Linked DNA regions of Mus musculus: regions 2, 3 and 4 are each linked to region 1. The links are chromatin contacts, called in public Hi-C and HiChIP or PLAC-seq maps. All regions are on one chromosome and are shown on one strand. The core of a region is the stretch at or near the end of the contact, and the rest is flanking DNA. Distances in the headings are between cores, read along the strand shown.

Region 1 (2,700 bases), core at 109-2,608:
ACTTCCATGCACACATGCATACACACACATGGGCATGTGTATCCGTACAAATGTGTACATATAACTCCTGAAAGGAAGGGAGGGAGCGAGGGAGGAAGGCAGAGATCAATCTAGGATCACTTCTTGATTCTATATATTCCTAACAATAAAATCTTCCCAATAACAAATTATCTTTTTCAAAACGAATGGCATTTTCAAGTGAGATTTCCCCACAAAGCACCCTGCACCATCTGGCTCCCTCCTGCTGCCAGAAAGATCAAAGACACCCCAACTATAACATCTAAAACTAGTCCCCTGTTGCTCCTCCCCGGTCATCTCTCCCTTCCTTCCTGTTTCCCTGAATGGTACTGTCATGGTCTACCCAACAAAAGCTAAATCTTACCAGCTCAGTTCCAGTTCTCTTGCTGCCATCTTAAATCTGGAGCCTGCAATGTGCCCTACTAGGAAGTAGGTTTATTGCCAATTTAATTAGTTAAATTAAGATGAGGTTATCAGGCTAAGCACTAATCCAGTGACTGGTGTCCTTATAAAAGGGGAAAATTTCAACATGAGAACATTACAACGAGACAAAGGTGAAGTGATTCCTTCATAAAAATGAAGGCCACCAGGCTGCAAAAGCAAGCCAGCAGGAGCTAGTCAAGGTTTATAGAACACTCTCCCACAGGATCGGACTCTGATCACACGTGATCTTGGATTTATAGTCTCTGAAACAAATAGAACAATGTCTGATGTTTAAACCACCCAGTTTGTGAGACTTTGTGATGGCAGCCCCAGTGAACTACCTTGACTACTCTTTGAAGATTTACCCTCCTCCATCCCCTACCCATTGCTCTGCAAGAGTGGCCAGTGGTAAGGATTGCCTTAGGAGAAAGAATCGCACTTACTTGAGTAAGCAGAGCAGAGCAGGGATAGATCACGGCTAGTGTAAGAAGAGGCAGTGTCTGCCATTCGCAGAAATGATAGGGCTGGCAAAAAGGGGGTGAGGGTGCACGTAGCTGTGGGCAAAATAAACACCCACTTGTTACTTAGTTGGAAAAAGCCAAGACCACAAAGGCTGCTCAAATGTCAAAGAGGTGGGGTTGGCGGGAAGCCAGGGCTACCCTGGACTCTGTCTCTATGGCAGACTTTATGCCGGAGTTTTTATCTGAGAGGTGTGCTGGGGGCTGCCTTCAAACCTTAGGGTGACCTTGTACACATCGGAGCCCCAGCTTTTGAAGTTGCAGAAGCTGTTTCTTTTTTTTTGTGGTGGTTGCTCATTAAGCCAGCAGGTTTTGATGACCTGCTAAGTCAAGTTCAAAATCTGTGAACTGAGCAGGCACCTGGCACTCCTCAGACCAGCTCGGCTCTGCCAGGAAACTGGAATCTCACGGTGGCCCTCGGAACGGCTTTCTAAGCTTGACCATCACTCAAGGAAGCCGTCTGGAATAAAAGCTCCCTGGACTGAGAAAGAGCGCAGCAGCTGAGCTGGATCCCTCGCTCGCTCAACTCCTACCTGTGGCTCTTCAACCCTCCCCACCTTCTCCTCCTGCCCACCCCACTCTCTGCTCTTAACCGCTCCTCACTCCATTCTCTCCTTGTCTTTCCGCTGCCCCCTTTTCAGCCCCTCTCCGAATCCTCCTCTTTAGTTAAGAACTAACTGTTCCCCACTCTTCCTCTCCCCACCTCCCCGATCTTGTCCCTTCCGTTTCTCCTTCTCTCTCCCCCCGTATCTTGCCAGCTTCTCTCCTTGCTCCCTGTTCTTCTTCTCTTTCTTTCACGCTACCGTCTACACTTCTTTTCTCCTCCCCTCCCCCTGCCTCAGCCCTCAGTGTTTGCTCTTCTCCCGGATGCGGATGAAAGGGTTGGCCTGCCCGTGCCCTGCTCTACCCAAGTTCTTGGAACTGGGGACCTGCTTAATGGCTGAGGGTTCCAGGACTCAGGCGCCAGGTCAAGGGCCTCCTGTAAACATCCAGTTTCTTCGTGCCCAGTATGAAGGTCTGAGGAAACAGCAGAGGACCCAGGCCCACCTAATGGTGTTCCCTAAAGGTAGGGCTGGGCGTGTGTTGCAGAGGGGGGAACTTCTGTGGGTGGAACCGGGGGGACTGAAAGTCCACGGAGAGGAAGAAAAAAGCTGTTTGCTGACCCAGTCAGCACCGAGCCACGGAAGCTTGATCAGGGTGGCTGTGCCCAGCCTGTTTCTTAGCCAAAGGAACAGAGGCCTCTCTGCCAAGCATTTGGCCAACGGCCACTGTTCCTGGTCTCCGTGTCTATTTTCCCCTAATTCTGATCTGGCTTGACTGGTTGGTCAGGTGAGCAGTCTTGGCACCCTCCTACTAGGCTAAGTAGGATGATGGAGAGTCAGCCTCCTGACTGGATCCACAGGCAAAACAGAGAGAATGGCTTTGCAGAAGAAAGATGGGGAGTCCCAATTTTAGAGCAACTGGCTGAGTCAGGATTCAGGGCTCAAGCAGGCAAAGAGTTCTACATTCTACAGTGATAGGTATCACACCTTAGCACAGAGCGGTTCTGCACAGGCTTGGGACAAAGCCTGAGTTTACCTTCCCCCATGCCCCCTCCAGACTAAACCAAACCAAAGCCGGTGGAAAGATAAAAGATGGGGGGCTGTGGTTAAGATCACAGCGTTGCTCTTGCAGAGAGGATCTGGGGTCCATTCCAGCACCTACATGGTGGCTTGCAACCCTCTCGCTCCAGTTCCAATCC
Region 2 (2,700 bases), core at 196-2,695, 310 kb after region 1:
CACCATTGCACAGGAAGTTTAAGGGGGGTCAAAGCCGTTCAGTTATAGCATCTGCACAGATCCAAAGCCAGTCAAAGTCAATCTCGAAGCCAAAAGTTCAGAAAAGAGAGAAAAACGGCTGGGTGCTGAAGATGTAGCGCGGTTGGTAGGGTACCTGGCTGGCATGCACAGTTTTATCCCTAATTTTGTATAAACTGGGCTTGGTGGCACGTATTTGTAATCCCTGCATTTGGGTGGTGGAGGCAGGAGAATCAGAAGTCTATGGCTAGCTTTGGCTAGATAGCAAGTTTGAACCTAGCCTGTGATACACAAGACCTTGTTTTAAAAGAATAATAACCTAACTGAAAAGATCAGGTTGAGTACGTATGACCAGGGAGGATCCCAGGGAGCGACTCTGAACCATCTTGTAGTGACCATAGCTAACTTTATCAGTTGGAGCACAGAGCATGCTCTGTGGACCTGGCATAAGAAAGATGAAGTAATGAGCCACTTGACAAGCCCTGCCTGGCCTGGAAGAGCTCCCACAGACACATGGACCATTATGAATGGGTGCCAACTCTAGCATAGACTGAGCACAGGCATCCAGGTCAGGTCTCAGAGCAATCTGTCTCTTCCCATCATCCCTCACCTCTACCTATGTTTTAATGAGAGGGCAGATAATTCGGAAATGCTGACTTTGTGACATTAGACATTAAAAAGCAGAAACTTCAGCAACGGGCCAAGAATTATTAACTAAGGAAAGAATGATGCAACAGAGACCACTGTGCGTGGCGGGCAGCTGGAGTGGAAATATGACCATTTAGTCTATCTGTGTGATTCACCCATCTCACTGGCTTCTGAATTACAGACGTCCTGATTCATTACATCAGGCTGAATGACGGGCAATCTCGTGTGGTGGTGGAGATCACTCCATTCTTGACAAATCAAGCCACAGCAGCCACACGGCAGTTTTCCCTTCTCTCCCTGTGGGAAAGCTAGGTCAGTGAGAGTCTGCCACTTGATTTACAGCAATGGCCAATTTCAAAGTTGGCTTTATCTGATCCGCTCTGGAAAAATATTTCCAGGCGCTATGAGCCGTCTTGTTAAATTGTGCAGACCTGCAATCATTTTCTAAAAATCACTCAACCATCAAAGATTTGATTTGGCCCACTTAATCTGTGCTGACCTCTGTTGGTTTTGCAAGGCCCAGGTCTCTGTAGTCCAACCTGCCCGTGAAGCCTCCCAGCTGCGCTTTGAATTGCGTTTCCGCCCCTACGACCAGCACATCTTTAGCTCTTATCTAAATGTCACCGAGAAGACAGCTATTACTATCTCCACACCAAGGATGGGAAGACTCCAACGCAGCAAGGTCACGTGACAAGTCAGGGAGGCTACTGGGTTAGAGTGTGGTTTGACGGTCCAGCACAGTGGCATGCCACATGAGGATGCTAATGTGCTGTGCATATCTACTGTAGGAAAGAGTAAAGAGTCCAACAGGAAGCCCCATGGTTTCCCTTTAGCCTTTTTGGATTCAGGTTAATACTGAGCAATGTGGCTAGAGACGAAATAAACATGGATTTTGCCAAGGATGAAATAAATGGTGTAACGGTATTTAGACCTTCCATCTGCTCAGTGGGAAGACAACAGCTGTTTCTCCTCAGTCTCTCTTTGCATCCTCTGCCCCTGCCTTTCCCAGAACCTACAGCTGGACCTGTGAGTGCTCCTGCCATTGGCCTCAGTCCTATGCAATGCCTGAGCCAGTCCAAACTGTGGTGGGAAGTGTGTCCTCAGTGCAAGATGAACTCAAGCCCGTCCTTTTCAGTAGTTATTTCTTCAGGCTCTTGGACTCTGTGAACAACTCCTGCTCCCCAGATGTAAACCCAGCAAGATGTAAAACTCAGCAAGGCAGATCAGAATGCCATGATGGATTTCCTAGGTGTTCGTGTCCTGTACATGCCTCCTTCTCAGATGCGCACTCTCGCCGTTGTAAGATGCATTCATCTCCTGCCAACCCCATGTCCCAGCCCTCACAGACCTTGGATCCAGATGGCTGGCTGCCTAGTCCTGCCTCCCTGTTAGCAAACACTGCCCACTGTACATCCCACTGGTTGTCAGCTGTACCATCATCCTCAAGACTAGTGTTCCTTTGGCCAGTGGACACCAGGCACGTGCTCAAGTCCAGCCCTGGGGTTTGGCCAGAGATCCTCTCCTTCACATGAGGCCTCCACCGTCATTCCGCCGACTGCTCCAGGACTTATCCACAAGGCCTCTCATCAGTAACAAAGAGAAGGATTGGTATTATACAGGGGGTTCCATCTATAAATATTTTTTTATATTTTAACACAGTAACTTTCTATCATGGATTGGAAACATGACTTAGTTTTAAAAAAATATAGTTTATAGAAGTGAATAAAGCCTAATACTGTTTTCATACTGCTATAAGCCATTCATTCCAGTGCTCTTTGTGTACCTGGTGCCTCACTTCCTAGACTAGTCAGCTTCAGACTCCATAGTCAATAACCATAAATGTGCGGTGTACTCGCCTTCACCTCCTCCCTTACCTCGCTCTTTTTGTGACATATTGGTCTGGCAAACCCTACTCAGTTGAAATCCAATAGTTTGCCAACAGGTACCCACATCTGTCTGGTCGAAGGCATCAGGGACAAACACACGCCTTGGGATTTTACTATCAGGTCTTACTGTCCATTCAGGATTCCTAAC
Region 3 (2,700 bases), core at 85-2,584, 280 kb after region 1:
TGGTTACTGTGCTTGGGGAACTCACAAGCACACCGGGCAGATATAGGTCAGGCTGCTCTTTGAAATCAGGAGCCAGCTTGCTCACCATCCTCGCTTGGAGGATTCATTTAACACAACCCGCTTTTCCAGAGAACGTGGAAGAGTAAAAAGGTCCACTCTGCTTCAAAGAATCCCAATAATGCACACACAGCAGTACCCCATCGGCCCATCAGCAGACCCCTCCCAAGCAGCCCCTGAGAAAAGCGATTCTGCACACGCAAGATCATGGCAACTTGAGGCCAGTGGGAGGTTTTCCTTTTTTAAAAGCCCAGGAATAGTCAGACAGGGAAGCAGCAACTCTGGGCAGGTCCTTGAGCATGGCCACATTATTACCTGAACATGCAGAAAGCAACATTCAGCCACCAGTGGGGGGCATTTGTGACAGTGACAGAGCTGCTCTTCTATGGCAATCAATTACAGTGCTTAAGCACATTATGTTTTAAGGGGGGGAGGTCACAACTCTCCTCTCCCCCCGCCCCCCGCCCTGATTGCCTCTCTTTTTAATAAGGTACAGTAGACATTGAACCAAGTCAAAAAAAGCCAAGTTTGACCAATCGCTTGTTCTAACAGAACATCTCTAACATTGTGAAGTCAAAATAAAATAAATGAACAATCTGAAGCATGCAGAGTGGTTCTTTTATTAGCTCACACTGCCTCATCCCCCCTCCCCCCCTCCCTTTAACGAGAAAGATTCTTTTTTCACTTTCAGAAAGTCCATTATGTTAAGCACAGCTTTTGGAGCCTCCGAACGAGATACACGAGAGAAACAACTGGGACCATGTGGGGCACTCCCATGCAGCTTCTCTAGGTATCTACCATGTTGCAACAGGAGCAGTGCTCGTAGAAAGCAGGATGCTGTTAACGGTGCCTGAATTTGAGAAAAACCACAAGGAAAGGCAAAGAGCCCCTCTCCTGGCTGTGTGGGAAAAAGGCTGGTTCCGGCAGCACGGTGCCTCCGCGGCAGGGCAGGCTCTGCACGGCTCTAAGAAGTGTGGTCTGCGGGGCTAATAACACACAGGTTCCTGGGATCGGCCGCTTACCTTGGAATGCTGAAGCAGCAGTACCTGTTCGTCAAGCTGTCGTCTCTTCCCTTCTATTTCCGTCTGCCTCTTTCTTTTTTCCTTAAAAAAATGAAGAGAGAGAGGAGAGAGAGAGAGAGAGAGAGAGAGAGAGAGAGAGAGAGAGAGAGAGAGAGAGAGAGAGAGGCTGTCAGAGTGGGTGGGTGTTGGCTCCAGGAATCTGAAGGCAAGGAGCGGGAGTGGAAACGGTCCACATCTGTGCAGACACTTCCAGAGAGGCTGAGCGAACGCAACGTCACCTGCTGCGCTGGGTGGATTGCAGGCAGCAGCCTTCTCTGAATGCATCTGCGGTGGGCTCCGTGAGAAACAATTTAATTCAGAAGGAAAGGACTCACACACACACACACACACACACACACACACCACACACACACACACACACCACACACACACACTGCTGCTCTCTGTGTTGTGCAGGGCTAATTTGAAGACAAAGAATAAAAATGTCTCAGTGTTGCTACAAACTGCAGATGGGATGAAATGGTGGTGGGGATTATAAGGCAGAATTCTTCTCATCCACATCACATGCAAATAGAATATGGGACAATTTTAAATGTGGAAGAATGAAGCATCAAACAGGACACACCAAACAATGCAAGTGAGAGGGCTGGTCCTTGCTTCAATAAGCATCCTGGTAAAATGTTTCAAGTGGGCAGGGCTTGCTGAGGTTAGGGTAAATAAAACATCAAGGATCTGCCTGGGACCAAGAGCCAGCCCTGTCCATTACTAACCATGTGCCTTTTAAGTGGGTTTAAGCTGCCTGCGTCTTCTGAATGGACACTGTCCAAATCCCATGGCCGAAACGTGTCTTATAAGTAAAATGATCCATCCAGAAAGCCTGGAACAGTGCTTTGCACGCAGCAAGCATTTATTCTCCTCTGTCTGCGATTATTTGCTCTGCCACACACTCATTTCTAGGAAATGCCTAGAAACCCATTTGAAAGGGATATATTTCTACTATAACCGTTCCATTGGAGTGTACACTTCACATTTTTTTTTCTCAATACTTCTCCTGTGCAGACAATAAACAGCACAGAAGTGTGACTCATACGCACAGAGAGGCCTGCCCTTCCCACTGCAGACTTGCCAATGTTTTGTTGCTGAAGTATACAGGGGTGTTTCGCTGAGACATACTCAGCAGTAAATTTCTTTCCTTTACTCACGGATGACAAGCAAGATTGTAAGGCAGGACATATTGGTGTTTCATAGCACAACAGCCAAATCCCAGGGGACACAATGGTGCTGAGATCTGGCTGCCATGTCTGGTGTTAAGGGAAGCTTTGATTTTTGTATTGTAATGCTGTGTTTCTGGGGATGTGATCATAGCACTACTGTTCAAATCAATGTAATATATGCAATATATAAGCTTTAGGAAATATCCGCTCATAATCTTGAGCCACTAGAATGCAATGTCTAAGTAGGGACAGAATTTCCTAGCCGAATCAGACCTGTGGGTGTTTTAGGAACCATTTTCCAAAGGACTCCAATCAATATCATACAGCCAAATGCTACAGAATACCGGAGTATGCCCAAAAGCATCACATTTCTGACAGTAGATAGGAAAAGCAGGACTTGCTAAAAA
Region 4 (2,700 bases), core at 7-2,506, 350 kb after region 1:
TAAGTGCAGAACTTTGCCAAAGCCGGATGCTCTTTTGTATGCCGAGCCAATGGTTTTCAGATAATCCACACCCATAAGAAAGAGACTCTCCTGAAATATTACTTCCAATCCCCAGCTGTAAGACGCCTCTTCCCTTTCTAGGGTGGTGGCCTGTGCCAGAGCCCTTGTTAATGTCAAACAGAGGAAGAAAACGGGCACTCCTGGATTCTGGGGGACGTTCTACCACTCAGGTGGCTGCTGGCTGGATAGCTGGCTAGGAAGAGGAAGATAGCCACCATGGGCCACCACTCTCTCCCTTCTCTGGAGTTGGAAGGCAACATGCTTAAGGGTACTGGGTAATAATATTCCAGGAGTTCCCGCAACACACACACACACACACACACACACACACACACACCACCGTTTAGTCTATCCCTAAAGCGCGCGGCAGCAAGCATCTTATTCCTAAGCCAATTTTCCATGTTCAAATCTTCCTAGTCCCAAGTGTGCCCCCAGGGGTTTAGTCTACAGACATATAAAAGGCAAAAGGCAGCGTCGCTAAGCCTGGACAGACTTTCACCCCAGCACAGGGCCGGAGGCTACCAGGCTGGCATGTCCCTGGCCCTGAGCCTACAGGTCCCCGTCCACCCCAGACAATAGAGCAAGAAAATGAAATGAAAAGTGGACTTACTGCTATGGCTTGCAGCCTCTCCTTGTGCAATTCCGCCTCTGCCATCCTGGAGAAGGGCACACGGGCAGGGGAAAAAGGAAGAAAAACAAAACACACGCTGTAGTCACCCAAGGAGATAAAAGGGCACCCGTGGGGAGCTCAACTCGACCCCGGGGACAGCCTAAGGGCGCGTGGGGTCTGCTCCTGGGGGGGGGGGCGGGCAAAGCTGCGCGCACGGCTGGCTCAGAGCTCAGCCTCCGTCTCCACCGGCGCGGCCGCCTGGCTGCGCCCCAGCGCCGCCGCGAACTGCAAGATCCCAGTCTCAACCGCCACCGCCACCACCGGCCGCGCCAGCCGGGAACGTGGGCCGCCGGGAGCCTCCGGGAGAGCGCGCTCCGCAGCACTAGGTCCCCGCCCTGACGTCTCCGCGCCTCGCTCCGCCCCTGGGGTGTGGGGGACCCGTGGCTGCCGCCGTCGCTCGCGAGTGGGGCACCTGGGGCGCTTGTGATTAGTGAGCTGGGGGTTGGGGGGCGCACAGCTGGTGCGCCTTGGTGGCCGCGCGCGCTACGCTCTGGGTCTAGACAAGACCAGGCGGCGCCTCTGCTCTGAGCAAAGATGCCAGCAGAAGGGGCCTTTGGCAGAACGCAAGCCCCAGCACGTGTCCTTACAGGCCGGCTACGGCCACCCACTATCCCCAGCTCCTTCTAACTGGCTCCAGATGCTTGGGCTCCACCTGGGGACATTTCCAACAGATAAATGCTGTCTTGTCCACGTGCTTTAGATAGTAGTACCCTCAAGGGCAGGGGCGTATCACCAGATAGGTCACCCTTCTGGTGACACACCAACAGAAACAGCTCAGAGTTTGAAGCCCTGGGTGTCTTCCTGGACAACTAAATCACTCTGAGCCCCAGTTTTCTTATCTGAAAAAAAGAGAAGGATTGCAAATGACCTGGCAGAGACATCCTTAAAAATGATTGTGGCTAGGAGCATGGGGAGATAACTCAGTGGGTAAAGCAATTAAGGATAAGGATTGAAGTTTATATTCCCAGCACCCACGTAAAAGCCAAGTGGTGATGGGAGCCCCTGTAATATGAGGGAAGCCCACAAGCTTCAGGTCAGGCACTAAACTAAGCTCCTCTGATGACCGGGAAGTGATGACAGCACAGGCCCCAAGAAAAAAACATGCTAACAAGAAATAGTCCTTTCCCATATAGCTATGTATTAAAAAGGCAGCAAACGGAGAGATGGGTGATGGAGGCTAGGAATCCAGCTCAGTTGTCGAGTGCTCGCCTAGCCTATATTGAGTCAGTCAGATTCTTGGGAGTCAGAGTGGGGGCAGGAATGATGGCGGCAAAGGGGGTGAATGAACTTAAAGTCACCAAACTGTATACTGTAAAACGGCTAAAACAGCGCATTGCATACTATGTATATTTCACACCATTTCGTTTTCACAAAGAGAGATGGAAGTGGAGGTAAGGAAGGAAAGGAGCCTAAGAGACTCTTCAAGGGCCACCATTTGTAAAGATCTGAACGTAAAAGCAGAAGAATTGGGGTTGGGACACAGTGCTCTCAGTGCAATCACCTTGCTAGTCACGGCTAAAGAGCTGAAAGTAGCCAAAATGAGAGCGCAAACCAGGGAGAAAGTCAGCCAAGGACACAGATGAAGTAGAAGATCCGAAGAGCAGAAGGAAAAACTGGAGGACTTACTCCAAAAGCCACAGCAAGAGGACAGGAAATTGTATCGGGGTCATGTGCTTCTGTGTGGTTCAGGACAAAGTAGGCGGAGGAGAAGCTGTAGGCTTCAGGACTGAGGAGCAGAGAGCAGTCACTCCAGAGCAGGAACTGTTTAGGGGGGCATAAGAAACTATACAAAGTGGAAAGTATGCTGGGGCATCAACAACCTTTCCCGGATCTTAGGAAGTGTAGAAGGAACAGGAAGGTGGTCAACAGAGAGAAGGATCTTTAGATTAGAAAGGGTGTAGAGTGCCTGGCTATCAAGGGAATATTAGACTTGAGAGACGCTAGAGCAAAGGAAAATGCACGTTAGGCAG

The links. Hi-C and Micro-C count contacts between places; a contact is called where the count stands out from the background. HiChIP or PLAC-seq counts read pairs in DNA pulled down with a chosen protein or histone mark.
Region 2: a contact with region 1 is called in a Hi-C map of uterus, with 2.3 times the contacts expected there. The contact joins the enhancer-like site here to the promoter of D630039A03Rik in region 1. A contact is called at or near these places in 4 of 39 promoter capture datasets (embryonic stem cells, frontonasal cranial neural crest, neural stem cells and 1 more), 1 of 15 datasets of contacts at CTCF or cohesin (the NIH/3T3 cell line), 10 of 484 Hi-C or Micro-C datasets (brown adipocytes, embryonic fibroblasts, embryonic stem cells and 4 more), 2 of 115 datasets of contacts at active chromatin or transcription factors (craniofacial prominence and embryonic stem cells) and 3 of 9 other capture datasets (adipose tissue, embryonic stem cells and liver).
Region 3: an H3K4me3 HiChIP or PLAC-seq map of forebrain shows a contact between it and region 1, with 3 times the contacts expected there. The contact joins the enhancer-like site here to the promoter of D630039A03Rik in region 1. A contact is called at or near these places in 1 of 39 promoter capture datasets (embryonic stem cells), 1 of 15 datasets of contacts at CTCF or cohesin (the NIH/3T3 cell line), 1 of 484 Hi-C or Micro-C datasets (the HL-1 cell line), 5 of 115 datasets of contacts at active chromatin or transcription factors (the SCID.adh cell line, cardiomyocytes, craniofacial prominence and 2 more) and 3 of 9 other capture datasets (adipose tissue, liver and macrophages).
Region 4: a Hi-C map of embryonic fibroblasts shows a contact between it and region 1, with 1.9 times the contacts expected there. The contact joins the promoter of Pakap here to the promoter of D630039A03Rik in region 1. A contact is called at or near these places in 1 of 39 promoter capture datasets (embryonic stem cells), 2 of 15 datasets of contacts at CTCF or cohesin (the NIH/3T3 cell line and large pre-B cells), 4 of 484 Hi-C or Micro-C datasets (embryonic fibroblasts and embryonic stem cells), 6 of 115 datasets of contacts at active chromatin or transcription factors (all in embryonic stem cells) and 1 of 9 other capture datasets (embryonic stem cells).

The regions. Positions count from the first base shown.
Region 1 is chr4:57,914,922-57,917,621 of GRCm38.p6, reverse strand. D630039A03Rik (RIKEN cDNA D630039A03 gene) reads left to right here and starts at 1,358. Exons shown (of 2, transcript NM_178727.2): 1 at 1,358-2,025. The coding sequence starts at 1,827. Gm42293 (a long non-coding RNA gene) reads right to left here and starts at 1,114. Exons shown (of 5, transcript XR_881308.3): 1 at 885-1,114; 2 at 1-67.
Region 2 is chr4:57,600,241-57,602,940 of GRCm38.p6, reverse strand. All of the region lies in intron 2 of Pakap (paralemmin A kinase anchor protein), which reads right to left. Among named protein-coding and RNA genes, the nearest start is that of Gm52699, 21 kb to the left of the region's middle. Within about 2 kb of position 1,445, at least 18 of the 459 cell types and tissues checked have an H3K27ac peak or open chromatin away from gene starts, as enhancers often do. A contact at or near this core is called in myocytes, palatal mesenchyme and uterus, where this site is marked.
Region 3 is chr4:57,636,470-57,639,169 of GRCm38.p6, reverse strand. Pakap (paralemmin A kinase anchor protein) reads right to left here. Exons shown (of 11, transcript NM_001384150.1): 3 at 1,080-1,160. Among named protein-coding and RNA genes, the nearest start is that of Gm52699, 16 kb to the right of the region's middle. Within about 2 kb of position 1,334, at least 80 of the 459 cell types and tissues checked have an H3K27ac peak or open chromatin away from gene starts, as enhancers often do. A contact at or near this core is called in forebrain, where this site is marked.
Region 4 is chr4:57,566,386-57,569,085 of GRCm38.p6, reverse strand. It overlaps Pakap (paralemmin A kinase anchor protein), which reads right to left and starts at 1,256. Exons shown (of 11, transcript NM_001384150.1): 1 at 1,143-1,256; 2 at 671-716. The coding sequence starts at 715.